2 separate regions of the Mus musculus genome follow, and region 2 is linked to region 1. The links are chromatin contacts, called in public HiChIP or PLAC-seq maps. All regions are on one chromosome and are shown on one strand. The core of a region is the stretch at or near the end of the contact, and the rest is flanking DNA. Distances in the headings are between cores, read along the strand shown. Region 1 overlaps Dlgap1 (DLG associated protein 1). Region 2 overlaps Emilin2 (elastin microfibril interfacer 2).

Region 1 (6,298 bases), core at 1,034-3,533:
AGTATGTGTGACTTATTAATCGCTCAGCTATGGTCTGTGGGCGCAGCTGGTCACCCCCGAAAACTCAGGAAGCCCAGGAAAAGAGGCCATGAGAAGCCCCTGGGAATGTGTGGGTTCGGGGTTGCAAGGGTCAGGTGCAATTTGTGCTATCTCTCATTTATGGTTTTAGGGGAAATAGGGACAGGGGGCTTTCTTGGGAGTCCTGAGAAGTTAGTGGTGGTCAGACTGAAGCACTTCTAAGTTGAAGTTATAACCTGTTTTTTGCTGGGTCAGGAGCTATTTTTCACCCCACATCTACAGCAGAAGGAAGCTGCAATCTCAGGGCCGGGCAAAGCTGCCACTTCCCACAGTAACTGTGCTCAGAGTTTTGTTCACTTCCTCTTGGGGATGCACCTCGACTTATTGTTCCCATAGGTACGGGAAATGTGGCTCCCTTGGAAAGTGGCTCTCTACAGTTTTCCTGCATCTCTTGTCACTGTTTCTATTAGTTACATAAGCAAATGTCTTCATCGATGTCTTTATAACTTCCATTCTATAATTTCAAAGTGTCTTCCTTTATACCTCTCACTCCTCTATACCACACACATACACACACACACAGAACCTGTACACACACCCACACCTGTACACACACACATACACACAGATGCATCCATACACACATATACACATTTGTACACACACGTATACACACATCCATACACATATACGCACACACGTACACAACATTCATACACACATGTACATATACATCCATCCACACATACAAATATACATATCCATCCACACACACAAACACACACATGCATATATACACACAGGCACACACACACATCAGTACACATACACAAACACATGTGCATACACACAGACACACTTGTACAAATACATCTGTACACACACACACACACACACACACACACACACACAACTGTGTAGGGCGTGGAATCCAGAGCCTTGACACAAAAACACAGCTCTCACCTCAAAGGGAATGAGAGTTTATTCTGGAGCCAGCTATGAATGGCCATGGTAGATGCCTCTCTCCAATGTGCTAACAGTTTGATGAAGTTGTTTTTGTTTTTTTTCTTATTTTTCGAGATAGGGTTTCTCTGTGTAGCCCTGGCTGTCCTGGAACTCACTCTGTAGACCAGGCTGGCCTCAAACTCAGAAATCCACCTGCCTCTGCCTCCCAAGTGCTGGGGTTAAAGGCATGTGCTACCACTGCCCAGCTTGATGAAGTTTTTATAGTTACAGAACAAAGTCATAAATCAAGACATTTAAAAAATATATTGGTGAGACTATTAGGTATGACTGCTGAGGGGGATAACTCCGATCTTAGGTGCAATCTGATGGCATTCTTAGCCTCTGGGTTGGAGGAAGCGTGTAGCCTGTTAGAACATTCCAGAAGGATTTACCTGAATAGTCACAAGGGTGTTACAAGGTCAAACATGGGTGGGCAATGAATGACTGTTAAGGGGCTAAAGATTGCCCAAGGGACTTGGGGTCCAGATTCATAGCATCCCGCTTTCCAATATTCCAAGCGTTAACCAAGCTTTGTGGGTCCTCCCTCCCTCCCTCCCTCCCTCCCTCCCTCCCTCCCTCCCTCCCTCCTTCCCTCCCTCCTTCTGTTTCTTTCCTCTCCCCCTTTCTTTCTTTTTCAAAGGCAAGGTTTCACTAAGTAGTCCTGACTGGCCAGGAACTCAGATCTGCTAGTGTCTGTCTCCAACAGGCACGAGCACACTGGGCTAGCCTTGTGGATGCTTTAACACCGTGAGATTCATTTATTTTTCCTGCTTGCTCAGTTCCCATAGGCAGGCGGTCTACCACTGAGTCACACTCGCCACCTGGTTCTGTGGACCCGATGTCTGTAGTTGGAGATAGGGGGAGTCCATCCACTCGCAAAAAAAAGTCTTTGTCTTTTAAGTTGAACACGCTTCACCAGGTCAGAGCTTCGGAGCTGCAGAGATTGCTCTCCTCATTTTCTAATAGCCACGTGTTCTGAACCGGTGCCCGGTGCCACCTCTGATCCTTGCCCCACCACTCCCTCCAGGGTGCACAATACCGCATTTATATCTTTTGAATGTGTACCATTTGAAAGCGCAGGGACAGAAGGCAGATGCAGGCACACCTTTGATCTTTCATCCTTGCGGGTTAAGTGAGGGCAGACACCTGGCAGCTGCGAACTGGAAACAAAATGATGCCTGGGACTGGAATGACCTGAAACGCTGCAGTGGCTGGGCCGCAGGGGCATGGAAGCTGACTCTGTATGCAGGCAGAGGACCTGATCTCGGGTAGCACCTTGAACGACCTGGCTGGGGCTGGCTGGGGCTCAAGGACTTACTAGGCAAGAGGGCAGAAAAGATCCGGCAGCTGCATTAAGCAAAGTCAACAAACTATGCAGAGATGGCAGCTCAGCACCGGTGCCGACGGGCTATTCCGGTGAAAGTGCATTTAGAGTGCTCTTGTTCCTTCGTGGTACTCTAAAGGATTCCTTTTAGGTACAGAGATGTCACAAATGCTTCAGGTTCCCAAGTCCTCGGCGGGACCGTATTGCCCCCTGGCGTCCATGTGCTGTTACTACGTCTTTGCCCAGGAAGCCAGAGCCGTCAATCACATCCATGAAAGGCGGAGCTTCCAGTTTTCCGCACATGGAGAAGTTTGGCAGTACAGGATTGAAAGGCAGTTTTAAACCCTAAGCCAGACCTGGGAGGGAACTTCGGAATTAAAGTTCCTCCTTCCCCACTCTGTGCCTGGCCTTCTGAATGTTCCAGAAGCTTCGAAAAGAAATAAGTCAGATTTGAATCTGCTGGTTTTTAATATTGGTGGTCGTGTGGTTACTGCACCCTGCTTCTTTTCAGTCAACTCAAAAGTGGCCCGGGCTAGAAAACCTTTCCTGACTTCTCTTCAGCGATTGCTTCGTGATAGGTGTTGGATGCCTCTCTGCTGTCAAGCTTCTCCGACTGTATGGGAAGGCAAGGGCATGGAATATTCCTGAACTGCATCTGCAGCCGCTGGGATGAGGCTTCTGTTCAGTAAAAACGTGTCCAGTAATAAACAGTTGCGTACCGTCCACACGGGGCGAAAGCATCAGGGCTTGATCAATACAGCAACCCTACCCAAGGCAAGAAGTCAACTTCTGGGTGGGAAAGAGAAGTGTGTTCATGTGTGTGTGTGTGTGTGTGTGTGTGTGTGTGTGTGTGTGTGTGTATGTGTGTGTACACACAGGTGTGTGAATGCACGTTTGTGTGTGTGGGGTGTCTCCTGGCACCTTCCCTTGTAGCCTGATATTTACATGGGTTCTGGGAATTGAATTTGAGGTCAGCATCTTACTGACAGAACCTTCTCCCAGTCAGTATTTTGTTCTGAACACAGCTATGCTTGCTTTTAGATTTTTTTCTTTTTTAACAACAACAGGCTCTCAGGTAGCCTAGCCTGGCCTCCAGGTCTAACCAAGGCTGACCCTGAACTCCTGATCCTCTGCATCTGCTGTTCATGTCCCGGGATCACAGACATCTGGTCACTGTGCCCTCCCTGCTCATATTACACATTGATTTATTAAACAGCATCATGGCAGAAGGCACGACTCCTGACTGTCAAGGGTTTACATTTTAGAGTCATACTGAGCCAACAGGTACCAATATTGTCTGCTATCCTTGTGACTTTGGGAAAAAAAAAATCACTTGATCTTTTTGTGTCTTTTTCCTCAGCTGTCAAAATGAGGTGGATGCTAGGGGTAGATGCATCCCGGGGCCTCGTAAAGGCTTCATACTCCACAGGCATTGACTAGTGAAGAGAACCATATGGATTTTCTACCAGCAGAGGTTAAAGATATTCAGAATTGGGTTGGGGTTGTAGGTGAGTGCTAGAGTTCTTCCCTGCTATGTGCAAAGCCCTGGGTCCCATCCTCAGCGTGGAAAAACAAAACAAACCCGAATTGTTGAAGGTCAAGGCTCAATCCATTCTATAAGGTATTGTTAAATCCTCGGATGCAGATGACCCGACAGGCAAAGGCGTGTGCTGCCGAACCTGAGGGTTTTGAGTCCCAGGATCAACAGTGGAGAGAACTGTTGTCCTTTGACCTCCACATGCGTGCTGTGGTATAAGTGCTTGAGTGCACACACACATTCACACACACACACACACATGTGCATGCACACACACACCACACACACACACCACACACACACACGCATGTGCATGCACACACACACCACACACACACACATACACACACACACACACACGCACGCACACCCCACACACATACACACACACACACACACACACGCGCACACACACACCACACACACACACATGCATGTGCATGCACACACACACCACACACGCACACACCACACACGCACACACACACACACGCACACACACACGAGCACAGTAACAACAACAGCAACATTTCCAAAGGTGGAGCCATGGCTCAGATGGTAAGACTTCTCCAATGGTAGTGCCATCCTTGAGGCCAGTCAAGGAAGTCCTTCACTGGTACAGATTACTACATTTTGAGTGTGTGCTGGGCCTGGGAGGCTCTGCTCTTCCCCCTCTCCAGGTCACAGCTCCATCTCAGGCCATAGCTGGGCCACTAAGAACACAGATAAAGGATCTATCACTGGCTCCTTTGAAGGAGCAAGCACAGGACATGTGATAATATTGCATAAGCATAAACGAGAACTGGAGACATTTGACCATAGAATTTTTTTCTTGAATCCCCCATCTGCCTAAAAGCAGAGCCTCTCCAAATAGCTTATTCTTTGAAAACCTAGAATTAACTAGGAAAGATGGACCATTATCTGCAGAGAGAAAGCTATACATTGAACAGTTGTTACAAATTACCATCTCTCCTTCATTATCCTAAATGTTCACTTATCTTTGTGTTTTTCTTTTCTTTTTGGTTTTTGTTTTGTTTGACAGGGTCTTACTCTGTAGCTCTGGCTGTCCTGGAACTCACTCTGTAGACCAGGCTGTCCTTGAACTCATAGAGATCTGCCTGTCTCTGCCTCCCAAGTGTTCTACACAGCTGACAGAGCACCCATTGGCTTCCTTAGAATTCCAGTGCATTCCAGCAACCTGACCACTGAGACCTGTCAGCCTGGCTTTCATGTGAGTGTCATACGCACCACCCTGCAGAGAGAGTTCCTTCTTACAGGTTGTGGCAAAGGATTTGCAGGGCAATTGTCATTCTCTGAACTAAACAGAAAGAATGGTGTGTCTTCTTTACAAACACAACCTAGCACGTGATTGTCAGAGCTTTGTGAGAAATTTTATGTGTTTGGCCTGCAGGTATGTCTGTGCACCACATGTGTGCTGGTGCCCAAGAAAGCCAGAAGAGGGTCCCTTGGTTTACTGGCTGTTTCTGTGTGACAATTTGACACAGGCTGGAGTTATCACAGAGAGCCTCCCTTGAGAAAATGCCTCCATGAGATCCAGCTGTAAGGCATTTTCTCAATTAGCAATCAAGGGAAGGAGGGCCCATTGTGGGTGGTGTCATCCCTGGGCTGGTAGTCTTAGGTTCTATAAGAAAGCAAGCTGAGACAGCAAGGGGAAGCAAGCCAGTAAATAACACCCCTTCATGGCCTCTGCATCAGCTGCTGCCTCCAGGTTCCTACCCTGTGTGAGTTCCTGTCCTGACTTCCTTTGGTGATGAACAGCAATGTGGAAATGCAAGCTGAATAAGTAAACCCTTTCCTCCCCAACTTCTTCTTAGTCATGATGTTTTGTGCAGGAATAGAAACCCTGACTAAGACTCTTGGAAATGGAGTTACAGATTGTGAGGAGCCATGTGGGTGCTGGGAATTGAACTCAGGTCATCTGGAAGAGCAACAAGTGTTCTAAAGGCCCAGCCATCTCTCAGAGTTCCTCTGAGTAATTTAAATCTGAGAATCTATAAATGTAAGTCACATTTCTGATTCTACATGCTTTATACAAACCGTGTCTTGATATTGGACAGCGACCATGTAAGCGGAATGTTCCTGTTTTCATCATAAACCAAAAAGATATTATACTTTTCTAAGTGTAGCGAGGTCACCTTAAAAAGAACACCTGTGGGACTTGACAGAAATAACAGCCTCATTCTTCTGGGTCTGTGAAGCCACTGAGCAGATGCTGGCTTTCCCTGAGCTAGGATTTGTCTTGGAAACTTTTCAACCTCCAGGCTTCTGTTCCTCCTGGCCAATCTCTATGGTCAGCAATTCTGAACCAGTCTAAGGCCCTCCCTTTACTTTCTATTCTCCTTCCAGTCTCTGGAACTCTTGTACTCACAGGTACATGGGAATCACAGTATTTC
Region 2 (5,802 bases), core at 591-3,090, 550 kb before region 1:
TGTCGAGGGTGGAGGTCAAGGCCAAATGTCTTTGTCACTTCCTACCTTTCTTAAAGATGGTTTTGTGTATGGGTGTTTTGCCTGCATGGATGTCTGTACAATACACACACACACACGCACACACACACACACAGACACACACACACACACACACACACACACACACACACACACACACACGGTGCCTGAAGGTGACAGAAGGTATCAAATCCCTGGGACTCAGAGTTGTGAGCTGTCATGTGCATGTTGGAATTGCACTTGGGTCTTCCAGAGTAGCCAGTGTTTGCAACGCCGAACCATCATTCCAGCCCTAAGATTTTTATTTTAGGTATATGAGTGTTTGTCCACATGAATGCACACACGTATCAAGTGAGTGCCTGCGTAACTGGCTTTTCACGGAGGCACTAGGGGTAGGGCTCAGGTTCTCATGCTTGCTTGGCAAAACACATTACCCATGGAGCCATCTTCCAAAATGCTCTGTGCCTTTAAGAAACCCACCTCCTTCATTTCTTCTCTCTCCCATCTTACCCATTTCCCAGAAAAGTCTCTCCCCTCCTGATTTCACATCCTGTTTCTGTTTTTGAGATAGGGTCTCACCATGTTGCCTAAACCTGACTGTTCACCAGGCAGGCCTTGAACTCACAGAGGTCCTCCTGCCTCTCCCTCTTGAGTGCTGGAGTTAAAGGCAGGCACCACCACAATTGGCTTATGACCTTTCAGGGGAAAAAAAAAAGTCCATATTCACAAGGGGTTGAGGAAAAGGCTCAGAAGTGCCAAGTATGGGCAAAGACTAGTGAAGACCCAGAACTCTTATAAATGCCTGTAATTCTAGCCTCAGATGGTAGAGACAGGATATCTATCCCCAGAGCAAGCTGGCTAGCAAGACGAGCTCTATCAGTGTGCACAAAGTTTGATCGAGAGAACCTGCCCCCGCGAGGAATGGGGAGCCACTGAGGCTGGTTCAATATTAACCTCCAGCTTCTACTTTGTTTACACAAAGGTACCACATACAGAGGATGCATCCATGCACATCACATATAGGAAAAAATGGAAATAGATTTCATATGTGAGGAAACTGTGCCATCAACTGCCAACAGCCCCTCAACATAATTTTCTATATTATAAAATATATCCAAGTTCTTTTCAGTTCTGTGTTTAAAATATTAGCACATTTTCTTCTGGAACTTCCTTGCTTCCTGGTAGCCCTGGGCTGGTCTTTCTCTGGACGTGCCTGCAGGCACAGGGCTTTCCATCTCTGTCTTCCCCACATTCCAGGATAACCTTTAACCTTTGTCCTGTGAAAGACCCTCAACTCTGTTTTCATGGCTTCATCCCTTGTTTCTGTGGAATGCAGGCACAGGCTGGCCTAGAACCTGTGACCCTCCTGCCTTGCTCATTCCATCACATCTGCTTACTGCCTGCACCCACATCGGGGTCATCCAGATGTTTCCCTTAGGAGAACTGACATGGAGACTACTGGAATTATTTTCTGTGGAGCCTATTCTGAAAATTGATCAGAAAACGGCTGAGAAATAACTTTTCGGGAGGACGTTTTGATCATCGGCTCTTGGGTGGAAGGAGGGCACGTATTTCATGTACAATATATATTTTATAGAACTTTAAAGCAACTCTAGACAGTGGGCCAAAATGCAGTGGCTGATGGAGCCTCACATGGTCCAGCTCTATGTCCTGGGACATATGAGGCACCAGACTAATGAAAGAGGAAGGTGCTCTCTGCATTCGCGAGCAGTATGTTTTCAGATGTCTTGTGAGCACGTAGCAAGGGGTCTTTAGAATGCTAGTTCCAGGAATGTATTCAGAGGAAGGAAAGGGTGGCAGCTCTTGGCTGAGTCACTGTGGTGGCCACCTCAGACAGGCAGAAACACCCGAAACAGGAGATTGCTCCACTGGTGATCTGAAAGTGTGGTGTTTCTTTGGGGTCTTTGTAGGGGCAACCAAGGTTCCTGACACCTGATGGGGAAGTCAAGGGGTCTTCATGACAGCCCTTCTTCACAAGCCAGCGGTGAGGCCAGTGGCCTGACGCTGAGGCTAGCTTGCTTTAGAGGTTGTAGTAGTGGTGGCATTAGCCTCGTGGTAATGTGACTCATCCATGACAAGAGTATGCGTTGAAAGGACACGTGTATTGGAGCCTGAATCGCACTGTTTTGGAGTGTTGCCATCTACCTCGAGGTGGCCCCTGCTGTCTTCCCAGCTCTCCGTGGGTAGTCAGTGGCAGCTTGGCTGGAGTTCCTTCAGAAGATGCCAGGCAAACTGTCCCAGGCTCTAGTACTGTTTATGTCCCATTGGAGAGAGCGCCTCAGCTACACAGGCACAGCCATTTGTAGTCGACCAAGTGACACTGATCAAAGGTCATGGAAGCCTTACACAGGGGACCTGGAGACATTTGAACATTGTTTTCTTTCTCACTTCTAGCAGAGGAACCCTCAGAAGCAACCGAGGGACCGTCTGGGAAGACTCCCCTAGAATCCACCAGACCTTCAGAGGAGGCCCCCACTGAACCACCCCGGCTGACCCCACTGCCAGAAGACCCTGCAGGACCACCACAGACAGGCCAGCAGCCAGTATTGCCCCAGAGGCCCCTGCAGCCACCACCTTTGCCTGCCTGGCCTGGTCGCACGGGGTTGCCCTTCTTGCCTGGCTCTAGTGGCGTCATCATGGAGACTGGAGAGGCGGGGCCTCCAGGCAGGATGGGCGTGTCCGGAAGGGGCCTGCCTCGGGGAGTGGATGGCCAGATGGGGCAGGGGCCCATTCATAGCTCGGAAGGCTATGCAGGGGCACCAGGTAAGTCTGCCCTGCAGATGACACATGATGGCAGACTGTTCTAGCCTTGCCCGTTGGTGTGTTCTGTGGGTCCGGAGTTCCACCTTTGGGGGACAAAGTTCAGGAAGGTAGCTTCCGAAGGGCACGAGAGTTCAGAGGAGCCTCTTTTTTGCTTATTTGACATGTGGGTATCAGGAGCACAAAACCCAGGGAAGGGTGAGAATAGTGAGGTTGACATAGCCAGAATTGGGGACTACAGCCATCCCGGAAGGGAGAAAGAGGTCTGGAAAATATCTGTGCAGGACTTGACATTCCACTCTCTTTGTTTTCAGGCTACCCCAAGTCACCTCCTGTAACCACCCCAGGTATGTCTATGCGGATCCCTGCTCTCCTTGGTGGTCTCAGCCCTGCATTTCCTGTCTCCTCCCTTGGGGCTGCTGACATGGGTAGACAGCCTGGAGCCTAGGCCCTTCCACACCTAGCAGACACCCTGGTCTTGGTCTCTGTGGACTGAACCCCTAGAGAGACTCAGAGGCAGGAATTCTCCCTCCTACATGGTCTCTGTTCATGTTTCCCAAGGGGAGGCTGGGTGGGCTGTACCCTGTGTGGTCCTGATGAGTTTTACTGGCTTACAAGCCAGCAGCTCCCTAGATGATTCTCTATGGGCCCAGCATCAGCTCCTGATGGATGCAGTTAGGCAGCACACAGCAGCCTCACCTTCCATTCTCATTCTCTCTCTCTCCTCTCTCTCTCTCTCTCTCTCTCTCTCTCTCTCTCTCTCTCTCTCTCTCAGTGCACAGCAACCTCACCTTCCATTCTCATTCTCTCTCTCTCTCTCTCTCTCTGTCTCTCTGTCTCTGTCTCTCTCTCTCTCTCTCTCACACACACACACACACACACACACACACACACACACGCACTCGCACATGTGCGTGCAGGCACACTACGCAGACAATCCCTTTGAGGCTTTCGTATGCAGTTTGTGTGTCTCACACATTTGTCCAGTTTCTCTGTACTAGCCCTTGGTCTGCCAAGGGGAGTCTCTGGACTTTCAGAAGATAGGCAGGTCCACATGCTCTGGCTTCTCTCTGCCCTAGGGGTGCCGCTGCCCACTCTGGTGTCCTTTTCAGCCGGTCTTACCCAGAAGCCTTTTCCCAGCGATGGAGGCGTTGTTCTCTTCAATAAGGTGCTGGTGAACGATGGGGATGTATACAACCCCAACACTGGTGAGTATCTACAGTGGAATTCTGTCTGGCTCCACGGAGGCTGGGGAGAACCTAAGCTGGGCAGTGGATTGCCACCAGACCTCTAATTCTTGGGCTGCAGCGTGGGAGGGCAGCACATGGCCTCACTATACTTTTGGAACTGCCGCTCAATTCTTAATGGTTATTATTATTTTTTTTTTTTTTTGCCAGCTATGACCCGTCACACCCCAGCCCCCTCTCCTCCATCCGCCCCCTAGCGGCCATCAAGCATGCTTTCTCTATGAATGTTCAGAGGCAGGGACTCCCTTCAGAATCTTGTTTTTATGATGAGCCAAAAAAGGGGGGGGGGCTGTGTTCTCTCCAGAAGGGACTGAGGCTAGTTAGTGTGTGGGGCCTCACATACCGAGACAGAATTAAACAGTGGACTTTGGAAGGTGCCTGTAGCACCCATGCCTATTCTAGGGAACCCTGGAGACTGTGGAAGGAGCTGCTAGGAGCTCCGACAGCACAGCCATCTTGCCCTTCCTCTGGCTTGTGGTGTCTCACCTGTCCCCAGACCATCTCCTGATAGTCACACACGAGTTTTTCCTACCCCTTAAAGGGTAATTCTCTGTCTGGACTATGTGGCAACCCTCTGAGGCTCATGGTGGGGTTCGAGCCTTTTCCCCCCTCCTTGCCTTTAGCAGCCATTGCTCTCATATAGGCATGGCCTTCGCAGGGAGGGTGAGGGTTCTGGCCATCTTCTTGGTAATCTTTAGCCATTCCTTCTACAACTCCAAGCCTGGTTCCCCTCTGGCTAAGTCACGCTGGTTCTGATAAAGTCACTGGCAGACCTCCAAGAAAGCAGCCAGGTATCCCAGGCTGCCAAGCTTTGCTCCAAACAACCTTTCTAATCTATGCTTCAAGGGTTTGGGCCAGAGTTGGGGGTTTTGACTGGGAGTGAGGGGACTCTTTCCCTTTGGCTACGTTGGTTGTGGGGACCCCCCTGTCCACTCACACAGGCTGGTGATCTTTACGAGCAGGCTGGGACTATGAAGGAAATTCCAGGAGGCCCTTGAGCTAGGCTTGCCCCTGTTAGACAGGCGAATGGAAGCTTGGCTCAGTACACTGGGGCCTGAACAAGATTCTAGGAGTTATAATCAGGATACTATTTAAATAGTAAGCATGGAAGGGGCAGGGTGGACCCAGGCATACTTGAAGGCTAGACTCTTAAATGGGTCTTTTGTTTCAGGACCCTAATTTCATGGTGACATCTAGCTGTTGAGTATGAAGGCCTGATACCCCTACCCACTCCTGGGTAGTCCATCTCTAGACACTTCCTTTGCCTTCCAGATTATATGGGCCCTGGGGTTAGAAGACAGTGGGGCTTCTGGCTACAAGTGAATATGACCTACACCCAAGAGGCTGATTCTTTTATAGATGAGGAGGGTTAGCGTGGCCTCCTAAGGCTGCTGTCTAAGAGATTTAGGAAGGTTGTAACTTGGCAGGGGCTGGGCCTTGGTCCCAAGTCTCCAGGTCACACATGCCACATACATGGCAGACCAGAAATGTTGGTCAAATTGGCTGCTGTCCCAGTAGGGCCGTGGCTGGCTTCTGTTTCCTGGACTGTTGTAAATTTAGGCAAGAATTACTCTTAGTCCTGGGGTATTGGAGGTCTTACTCTTTGGATGTTACAAGCCCAGGACAGTTGGCTCTGAAATGAAGAGTGGCCCAAGTCTGTGGTTTGCATGTGTGAGAGGCCACACTGGGGCTGTTATGTGCATGGTAGAAAGCCTGTCTAGAATGCACCTGTCACTGGGGGGGGGGCGGTGATATT

The links. HiChIP or PLAC-seq counts read pairs in DNA pulled down with a chosen protein or histone mark.
Region 2: a contact with region 1 is called in a FOXA1 HiChIP or PLAC-seq map of pancreatic cancer cells. The contact joins two enhancer-like sites. A contact is called at or near these places in 1 of 39 promoter capture datasets (pre-B cells), 1 of 115 datasets of contacts at active chromatin or transcription factors (pancreatic cancer cells) and 1 of 9 other capture datasets (adipose tissue).

The regions. Positions count from the first base shown.
Region 1 is chr17:70,703,431-70,709,728 of GRCm38.p6, reverse strand. The region is part of intron 5 of Dlgap1 (DLG associated protein 1); the gene reads right to left. All of the region lies in intron 1 of Gm36746 (a long non-coding RNA gene), which reads left to right. Among named protein-coding and RNA genes, the nearest start is that of Gm36746, 11 kb to the left of the region's middle. Within about 2 kb of position 2,283, at least 57 of the 459 cell types and tissues checked have an H3K27ac peak or open chromatin away from gene starts, as enhancers often do. A contact at or near this core is called in pancreatic cancer cells, where this site is marked.
Region 2 is chr17:71,253,324-71,259,125 of GRCm38.p6, reverse strand. It overlaps Emilin2 (elastin microfibril interfacer 2), which reads left to right. Exons shown (of 8, transcript NM_145158.4): 5 at 2,434-2,802; 6 at 3,114-3,146; 7 at 3,879-4,007. Among named protein-coding and RNA genes, the nearest start is that of Emilin2, 55 kb to the left of the region's middle. Within about 2 kb of position 1,840, at least 106 of the 459 cell types and tissues checked have an H3K27ac peak or open chromatin away from gene starts, as enhancers often do. A contact at or near this core is called in pancreatic cancer cells, where this site is marked.